Linked DNA regions of Mus musculus: region 2 is linked to region 1. Evidence: chromatin contacts called from public Hi-C data. All regions are on one chromosome and are shown on one strand. The core of a region is the stretch at or near the end of the contact, and the rest is flanking DNA. Distances in the headings are between cores, read along the strand shown.

Region 1 (3,734 bases), core at 502-3,001:
TCAAAAATGTCGCTTTATAGACAAAGTGGCTTTTTCACAAATAATACTGCCTTCCGTATGACAAATGCCATGACCTCCTCTCACTTTACTTCCTCTGTTCTTACCACCTTTATCTCCAAGAGATGTTTGCTTGTACAGACTTTTCTAACAAAAAGTATACGTAAAGGAAACACAAATGTCATAGAATACCCAAGGTTGGAGAGTGCATACACAGTAAATAATGAATGCCATTGTTGTGGTAATGTTGTTGGTATGAGTACACACTGCAGAAGGCCTTGTGCCCGGTGATCTGTCCCTCTGCTTGTTTTTTTTTTTATTAGTCCCTTCTAAGTGTACAAACTCTTCATTCATTTCAAAGGTCTCTTTGTATCAAGCTTCTTTCTCTCATCTCCCACTGATGTAGTGGTTTTTCTACCACCATCACTACCACCACCACCACCACCACCACCACCACCACCACCACCAACAACAACAACAACAACAACACCACCACCACCATCAACAACAACAACAACATCAATCGGTAACACTTTCTGTGTTTGCACTGCTTTCTGATGGAACGAGCTTAGGCTATTGGGCAGAGTTCAGGGTTCCTTTTGAAAGACATCATATCATAACATTGCAGTTAGGGTTGGCAGCCTCTGCCAGCTGGAAACCCTGAATCCCATTCAGTGAACTCATTCATTGAATATCTATCATTCATTGAATATCTATCATTCATTGAATATCTGTCTGGACCTAAGGCCACTCCAGGTGAATGGCCTGTGCAGGTCTCTTATCATTTATCTTTCCCATGTTTGGGTGATAAAACACTCCAAACTTAATTTTAGCTCAGTAAAATTTCTATTCTGGTAAAGAATTTTGATCCTTGTTTTGAATAACCATTTTTAACAATGAGATTTTTTTCCCCAGTGAATTCCAAGAATCCTGAGTTAATCATCTATGAGAGCTCTCCTAATTCTTTATGATAGGTCTGATGAGACATAGCTTTTAAGAGTATCCTTATTTGGTCACTACTTTGAGATTTAGATAATCTTAACGTTTATTTTTACTTATTTATTTATTTTTGAGAACCAGAGTTTGTTGTTCCTTAGATGAAGTGAAGTTGCATTTAAATTAACTATGGATTCAGTGTCTAGACTGAGCTAACCACTGTTCTCAGAGAAATTACTGACATCAGAAAAGTCAATGGAGCAGTTTACGATAATCAGATAGGCAGGTCTTGAGGTCGAGGACAGCCTAGACTACAGGTGAAACCATTTCAAAACCTAAAACACATAAAAGTTCAAAGCTATGAAATCTTTTCTTTCCTACCCTCACAGGACAGTCAGGACCCTGGTTCTCCTGAGTCATCTAGTTACAGTAGAATCTTGGCATATCTTAGAAGACATTCAAACACATTACACTTAACCAAATGATATGTAGGAGATGTAGCCTAAAGTGCTTGCTCCTTGAAGGGAAATTGAAGTTCAAGTTGTAAACCCACAATCCTTATCTTTTCCAAACCGTTTCAATTTTCCATAGTAATTGATGAGGTTTCCAACCTTAGATCTCTGGCCCAGGAAAGTAATGAATTTTGCACCTGGCTCCTAAAAATGAGTTTTGTAAGTACTTAACATGGGAGGGGCCTCTTTCGTGAAACACAGATGGTCTCTGTTTGTAGGCTGAAATTACATTTTAAGATTGCACGCACGAATTTACATCTCTAGGTTTTGGCATATGTGCTTAAAAGCATGACTCGCTTTATAGATGAGCCGTGCATGTTGGCACGCAGACTCAGAAAGCAAAAGGAACAACTCAGGAAGGATGCTAACACATAGCTGCTTTTTCACGTTTTTTCATTTCCCGTGTGTTGATTTGGATCTTTGGTTAGGCATGCTGTTCTGTTCACAGAGCAGAATGGAGACTGCCGTGAGCTCCTACTTTCAGAATCACACGATTCATAGTCACCACAGACATCCACAGTCTTTGAGAAGAAACCAGGCCTTTATGCTAAAATTTTTTTTAACCTTATTCAATTATATTTCACCATCAATTTCAACTCTGCATCTAATAGCTTTTTCTTCTGTTTCCAGGTTGTAAAGAGAGAGCTCTTTGGGAATGTCCATTTAATAAGCAATGTCTGAAGCATACATTAATCTGCGATGGGTTTCCAGATTGTCCAGACAGTATGGATGAAAAAAACTGCTGTAAGCGCCTTTATGAACTTGCTAACAGTGTTGTGTATTTCAAGTACACATTGCTTCACTTTAAATATAAGCTAGAAAGTTGGAAATACACATGAAAAGCTTTTAGTTTGTTTAGTTCTTTTGACCATACTTATGTCTACAAAGATATATATTCCAAGAAGACTAATGTTTTTTAAATACATACAAATAATATTCTAACAACATGAAAACATTAAAAGACCTCATGCTAGTATCCAAAATGTAAGACATAAAATTTAACCATAAGATGAAACACAATGTCAACATTAAACTCACACTCCTGAGTTATTTGATCTGGGTTCGTTATGTATCTTTAGTTGATGTGTTAGTTGGTTTCCCATTAGTTAACAGGCTACCCAAGGAGAATCAATGTAAGAAGTTGGGTTTATTTTGCTTAGAGTTTGGGATGTTTCAGTCCATGATTTAGAGGAGAGGAAACAGCAGAGAAGCATATTAACTTCAAGGCTGTGTATTAGGAAAGAAAAAGAAGAGGCTGCAGTCCCACCATGTCCTTCAAGATCATGTCTTCACTGGCTGCACGATGTCCCTCGCATCTCCCTTTTTAAAAAAGCAGTTCTTCAGCTTTCCAATAATATTGCAGGCTTGAGACTAAGCCTCTAAGAAATGGCCTCAAAGGACACTTATCTCAAAGACAGCACTTGAAGAACAGGAGATACACAGTAGTATGGGCAGCGTTGTCCTGAGTTTTAGAAATAAATATACATATGCTAAGAAAAACACCGGAAGATCATGAAAAGTTTGCCCTTGCCTGTGGTGGTGGTTTTAAGTTTTGTGTGCTTTTGAAATCTTTTACGTCTAGATGATATACAGCCATCATCTGTAGTACTAGTTTAAAATATCTTTAGGCATTTAACTTACAATTAACAGAAAGCTCAACAAAAAAGTGAATACATTTATTGTGTATATTGTACATGTCTTATATTACTACAGTAAAAGTCATGGCAGAATGAATTCACAAGGCTACAGTGGAGTAGAGAAATACATCATCTTGTCTGTGACCCTTTCCTTTCAGCCTGACCTCAGGGTGGGTGAGCGGCCTTGATCACGTTCAGTAGGAAGAAGGGAGGATTCAGCTCCTTCCTCTGGAATATCACTAAAGGACTCCCCATGGGTCAGCACTGGGCAGGGTGACAGCCTGTAGCAAGGGGCTTCTGTGAGGATTAGAAAAGACATTTTCTACAAACACCCAAAGCATGGCTCCAGGCAGGGATTAGGAAAAGCTGCCTGCACCAGCCTGGCCTGGTTCCAGGCTAAGGCCCATGGTGTGGTGAGCAGAGTTTAGTTGCATGCTGTTTTGCAGGGCATAAATCATAAAATCATAGAGCAAAGACCTGTTGTGGAATTGCATTTAATCCTGGACTGATTATGACTCTCAGATAAGAATAGTCAGCAAAAAGCCATGCCAATGTTACACTAATCAATGTCTTCCTCTGGGATGTGGGATGGTTGGTATGAAGCCCTGGACAACATCAGGTTTCCTTTTCATGGACGAAAGACGGGAAATGG
Region 2 (3,938 bases), core at 1,352-3,851, 420 kb before region 1:
TAAGTAATTCCAAAGTCCTAAGAATGTTTCCAGGACATTGAAGATGCTCCTGTTGAAGTGCTAGGCTCTGGACCAGAGGTGTTAGAACCAAGTGGTATATAATCCAACTAGGTCCCCAGAATGGCTTATCTGTGGGAGTCCAGGATGCTGCCAAAGGAACTAGGGAGAAAGTGTTCCAAGCTGCCATGTGTTTTTCAAGAAGCCTGGTTGGACTTGGATCCCTGGATTAGTGAAAGTCTCCATCCCAACCCTGCACCAGGCCCTGATGTCCAGTTTCTCTCAGTGAATTTCGCTTGCAGTTTCCTTTTCCTCACGAGCTTCAGGAGAAGAAGCTAACCCAGTTCTTGTGGGTGCCAGAGGTTTTCCACAGAGATCCCTGTCCAGGCCTGGTACGAGGGTTCCAGTGTAGGGAAGTGAGTGCAGGCAGGGAGACGAAGTCTCTGCTGTGCCTTCCAGGTCGCTCAGTAACTCCAAGCCAATCTGAACTGAGTGGAGTGGGGCTGAGCCAATGAGAAGCCGACTATCCAGTGAGGAGTGGGGCGGGACCTCAGGTGGCTCTTCGGGAGAGAAGATCTCTTCCCAAGTGTTACATACAGCTTTTGGAACAAAAGACTCAGAGGAAGAAGTAGTTCTCACGTACCTTTAATTCCCTGAATGGATTTATATACAGTACTGGGGGTGATTCAGGGTTCGACAGCGGGTACCTCTCATTGGCTTGGACTGAGAGTTTGGGGGAAACCTTATTTGCATGTGGAAAGGCTTGGTGCTGTTCCTACGAGACTGATAGCATGTGCCTCTCCTGTGGGGGCTGTAACTTTGACAGGAGTCAGGGGTCCAGGAGACATGATGAAACGTCTTCTGTCCCATGTAGGTGGAAATTACCACCCTCTGGGTCCCACCAAGGTTCAAGACCTAAGCTCGATTGGAGACCAGGCTGTCTCTGCGTAGCCCGTTGCCCCACATGTTCCCATCAGTAGAAACCATTTCCTATCCAACACACTGTTCTTGGTATTTGAGAGCTCCCCCTTCCCATATCAGTAGCCCCTGTAATCCCTCCCACCCTGGAGCATGTGGTGAGCACACAGACTGGAGCTGGCTGCTGACTTCCCTCTGACCATGGAGAACCACCGATTTGGTTAAGAGTCTGTGCCGCCATATTGAAGGTTGGGCCGAAGGCTAAGCTCATTCCTTTTATAATGGATAAAAAAATGAAATATTCTCATCATAATGTGCCATATTCCTTCCAACTCCCCACATCACAAAACCATACACACTTTTTAATCAACTCCTTCAAGCAGCTGGTGATATGCAGGCATGCCTTACTATTATTGCTAAGATAGGCCCCACCTATCTTCTCCTTTTATCTGGATGAGCTGTGAAAGGAACCAGGGTGTGCTCAGGAAAGTTACAAGAAGGTTGAGTTCCTGTGTGAACAATTTGAAATACTCTTTCTTATCACATGTAGGTCTCAGGGGGCAGGATACATGTGTGTATGTGTGCATATGTGCCTGTGTGCATATGGGGGCTAGAGTTGATGCTGTGTGTTTTCTTCGATTGCTTTCCACCTTGTGTAGTGAGGTAGAATCTCTCATTGAACTCAGAGCTGGCTGATTTGGCTGGTCTAGCTAGCCAGTTTGCCCTCAGGATCTCTTGTCTCCATCTCCCAAGCACTTGGTTTACTGGTGGGAGACCGTGCTCTCTTGTCAATTATGTAACTTTTCTGGCTCTGAACTTGGGTCCTTATACTTCAGTGTCAAACACTTTGCTCACTGAGCCATTTCCATAGCCCATACAAATGCTTCCTATGGGAAAACAGAACAAATGAAAGGGAGCGCTCACGCTGTAGACTTGTTCATCCAACCGAGGTGCCAATGGGAACCTGTCAAAGCTGAGGCTAAATCTTTTCTTTTCTCTGTCCCTGTCTTTCTGTCTCTCTGTCTCTGTCTGTCTGTCTGTCTGTCTCTCTGCCTCTCCTGTCTCTGTCTGTATCTCTGTCTGTCTCTCTGTCTCTGTCTTTCTCTCTGTCTGTCAAGGTTTCTCTATGTAACCCTGGCTGTCCTGGAACTCTATGTAGACCAGGCTGGCCTTGAACTCACTCGCCTCTGCCTCCCAGAGTGCTGGGATTAAAGACTTTTGCCACCACACCTAGCTTCAGCCAGTTTTTAAAACAGATCTTTAGATTCTCCCCTAATCCCAAACCAAGTCTTTAGAGTCAGTCCTAAATCAGAGGGCCAAACATCCTAGTTTGGATATTCATGATCCTAGAAGTCGATTTTCCCTGTACCACTATGAGCCCTCCAGTAAGTAAAATTTCTTCTTGTATGGTCCTTTATTCCAGTATCAGCACAGGGAAGACAGTTTAAGTTGACTACTATGAAGGCCCCTTTTACCGAAATTCTGTGATTTCTTCAAAGTGTTTTCTAGACACACCCACAGCGTAGGTATAAGGAAGTGCTAACACTTCAGATCTGGATACAGAGCTCTGAAGTTTCTTATGTAGGCCACTGGGTTGTCATTCACACACTCTTGAGGTTTTCAGAACAGGAAATTAGGTGGGGTAAACTTTGCCTGTGAGAAACGTCACAGGCCAACAACTATGCTTTCAGTTGAAAGATGTGTTACCGTGAGTGGAACAGAGCTGAAGAACCAAGGCTTCTGTGTATGGCCAGCAAGCAGGGTCGCCATGATCCTGTCCTCTTGTGAGTAAGATGGGCTTTACCATTTAATGTCACAGCGTGTTTATGGGTGTGTTGCCTACTGGTGACCCCTAGGAGTGGGTTTTGCTAAAACAAGGAATTTGTGAAATCCTAAAGATGATTTCTTCAGATGTAGTGACAGGATTTTGTGGCTTAGTTAAATGTCCACTGCCTCTTGATAAAATTATATACTTGAGAATTGAGAATACAGATGACAATAGCAAAAAAAAAAAAAGTTGTGTACTTAGCATGTGTGGAAATTCGGTCAGTGTGATGGGATATGTTTGTTTTTTGAATGATAATGAACTCAGAGTTGAGGGTGAAGAGATCAGACTTTTCTGGTTTAGCCTCAGCTTTGACAGGTTCCCATTGGCACCTCGGTTGGATGAACAAGTCTACAGTGTGAGCGCTCCCTTTCTGCCTCCTCCTATAGCCGTCACAAGTAAACAGTGGGCAAAGCTGGCAAGCACATCAACTAATCTGAGAGTTGCTTTGAAAGACTTCAAGACGATTTTTGGAAGCACTCCACAGTTAAGACTCAAGAGAGGCTAATTATGTATAGGGGTTTAGGAAAGGAAAAAAAAAAGACGATCTCTGATTTTAATTCTAGATGCCCTGGGAATCAAACATCAGTAGAACTTAGTCATTCTAGATTAGGCCAGAATTCTGATTTATTTTTAGCTGGCAGTAGGAAAAAACTGACCGAATTTTACATATCTCTTTAAGCCACAGCACGTTATTAGGACCTCCAGACATTGGTAGGATTTATAAAAATAATCAAATGCTATTTTTGTTGTGCCTTCCTGAATATGATTTACAGTTTGATTCACTAAGAACAAAACAAGACAATAACAACAACAACAGCAACAGCAACAAAAAGGTTTCTTGTTATCAGAAATAGGCCAAGCAGCTCAAGACAGAAAAAGATACAAAGAATTGTCACGAGTCCCCACCTCCCCAAGGGCAGAATAATGTTGAGCAGATGCAGAATATGGACTTTTAAAGGCTTTGATTGTTTCTCATGAGATCAGAACCAGGGGAAGGAAGGCCATGTGTTATGACAGGAAAGGCTCAGCTACGTGTAAGGCAAGTAGATGCAGAGGCTGTCTAGGGATGAAGTGGGAGACTACTTATCTATGGGGTCTTAGATTTCCCCGTGGCCTGGGGGGGGAGGAATGGTTTTAATGCAATGTCCCTGTACCATCCAGTGTCTGTCTGTCTGTCTGTCTGTCTGTGTCCTTC

What was found. Hi-C and Micro-C count contacts between places; a contact is called where the count stands out from the background.
Region 2: a contact with region 1 is called in a Hi-C map of cortical neurons, with 2.5 times the contacts expected there. The contact joins the promoter of Txk here to the enhancer-like site in region 1. A contact is called at or near these places in 14 of 39 promoter capture datasets (the 3T3-L1 cell line, the C10 cell line, the HPC-7 cell line and 9 more), 7 of 484 Hi-C or Micro-C datasets (cerebral cortex, cortical neurons, embryonic stem cells and 2 more), 2 of 115 datasets of contacts at active chromatin or transcription factors (astrocytes and large pre-B cells) and 1 of 9 other capture datasets (embryonic stem cells).

What each region holds. Positions count from the first base shown.
Region 1 is chr5:72,331,123-72,334,856 of GRCm38.p6, reverse strand. It overlaps Corin (corin, serine peptidase), which reads left to right. Exons shown (of 22, transcript NM_016869.3): 14 at 2,076-2,189. Among named protein-coding and RNA genes, the nearest start is that of Gm23712, 86 kb to the left of the region's middle. Within about 2 kb of position 1,751, at least 3 of the 459 cell types and tissues checked have an H3K27ac peak or open chromatin away from gene starts, as enhancers often do. A contact at or near this core is called in cortical neurons, where this site is marked.
Region 2 is chr5:72,751,440-72,755,377 of GRCm38.p6, reverse strand. It overlaps Txk (TXK tyrosine kinase), which reads left to right and starts at 2,601. Exons shown (of 15, transcript NM_001122754.2): 1 at 2,601-2,699. The coding sequence starts at 2,684.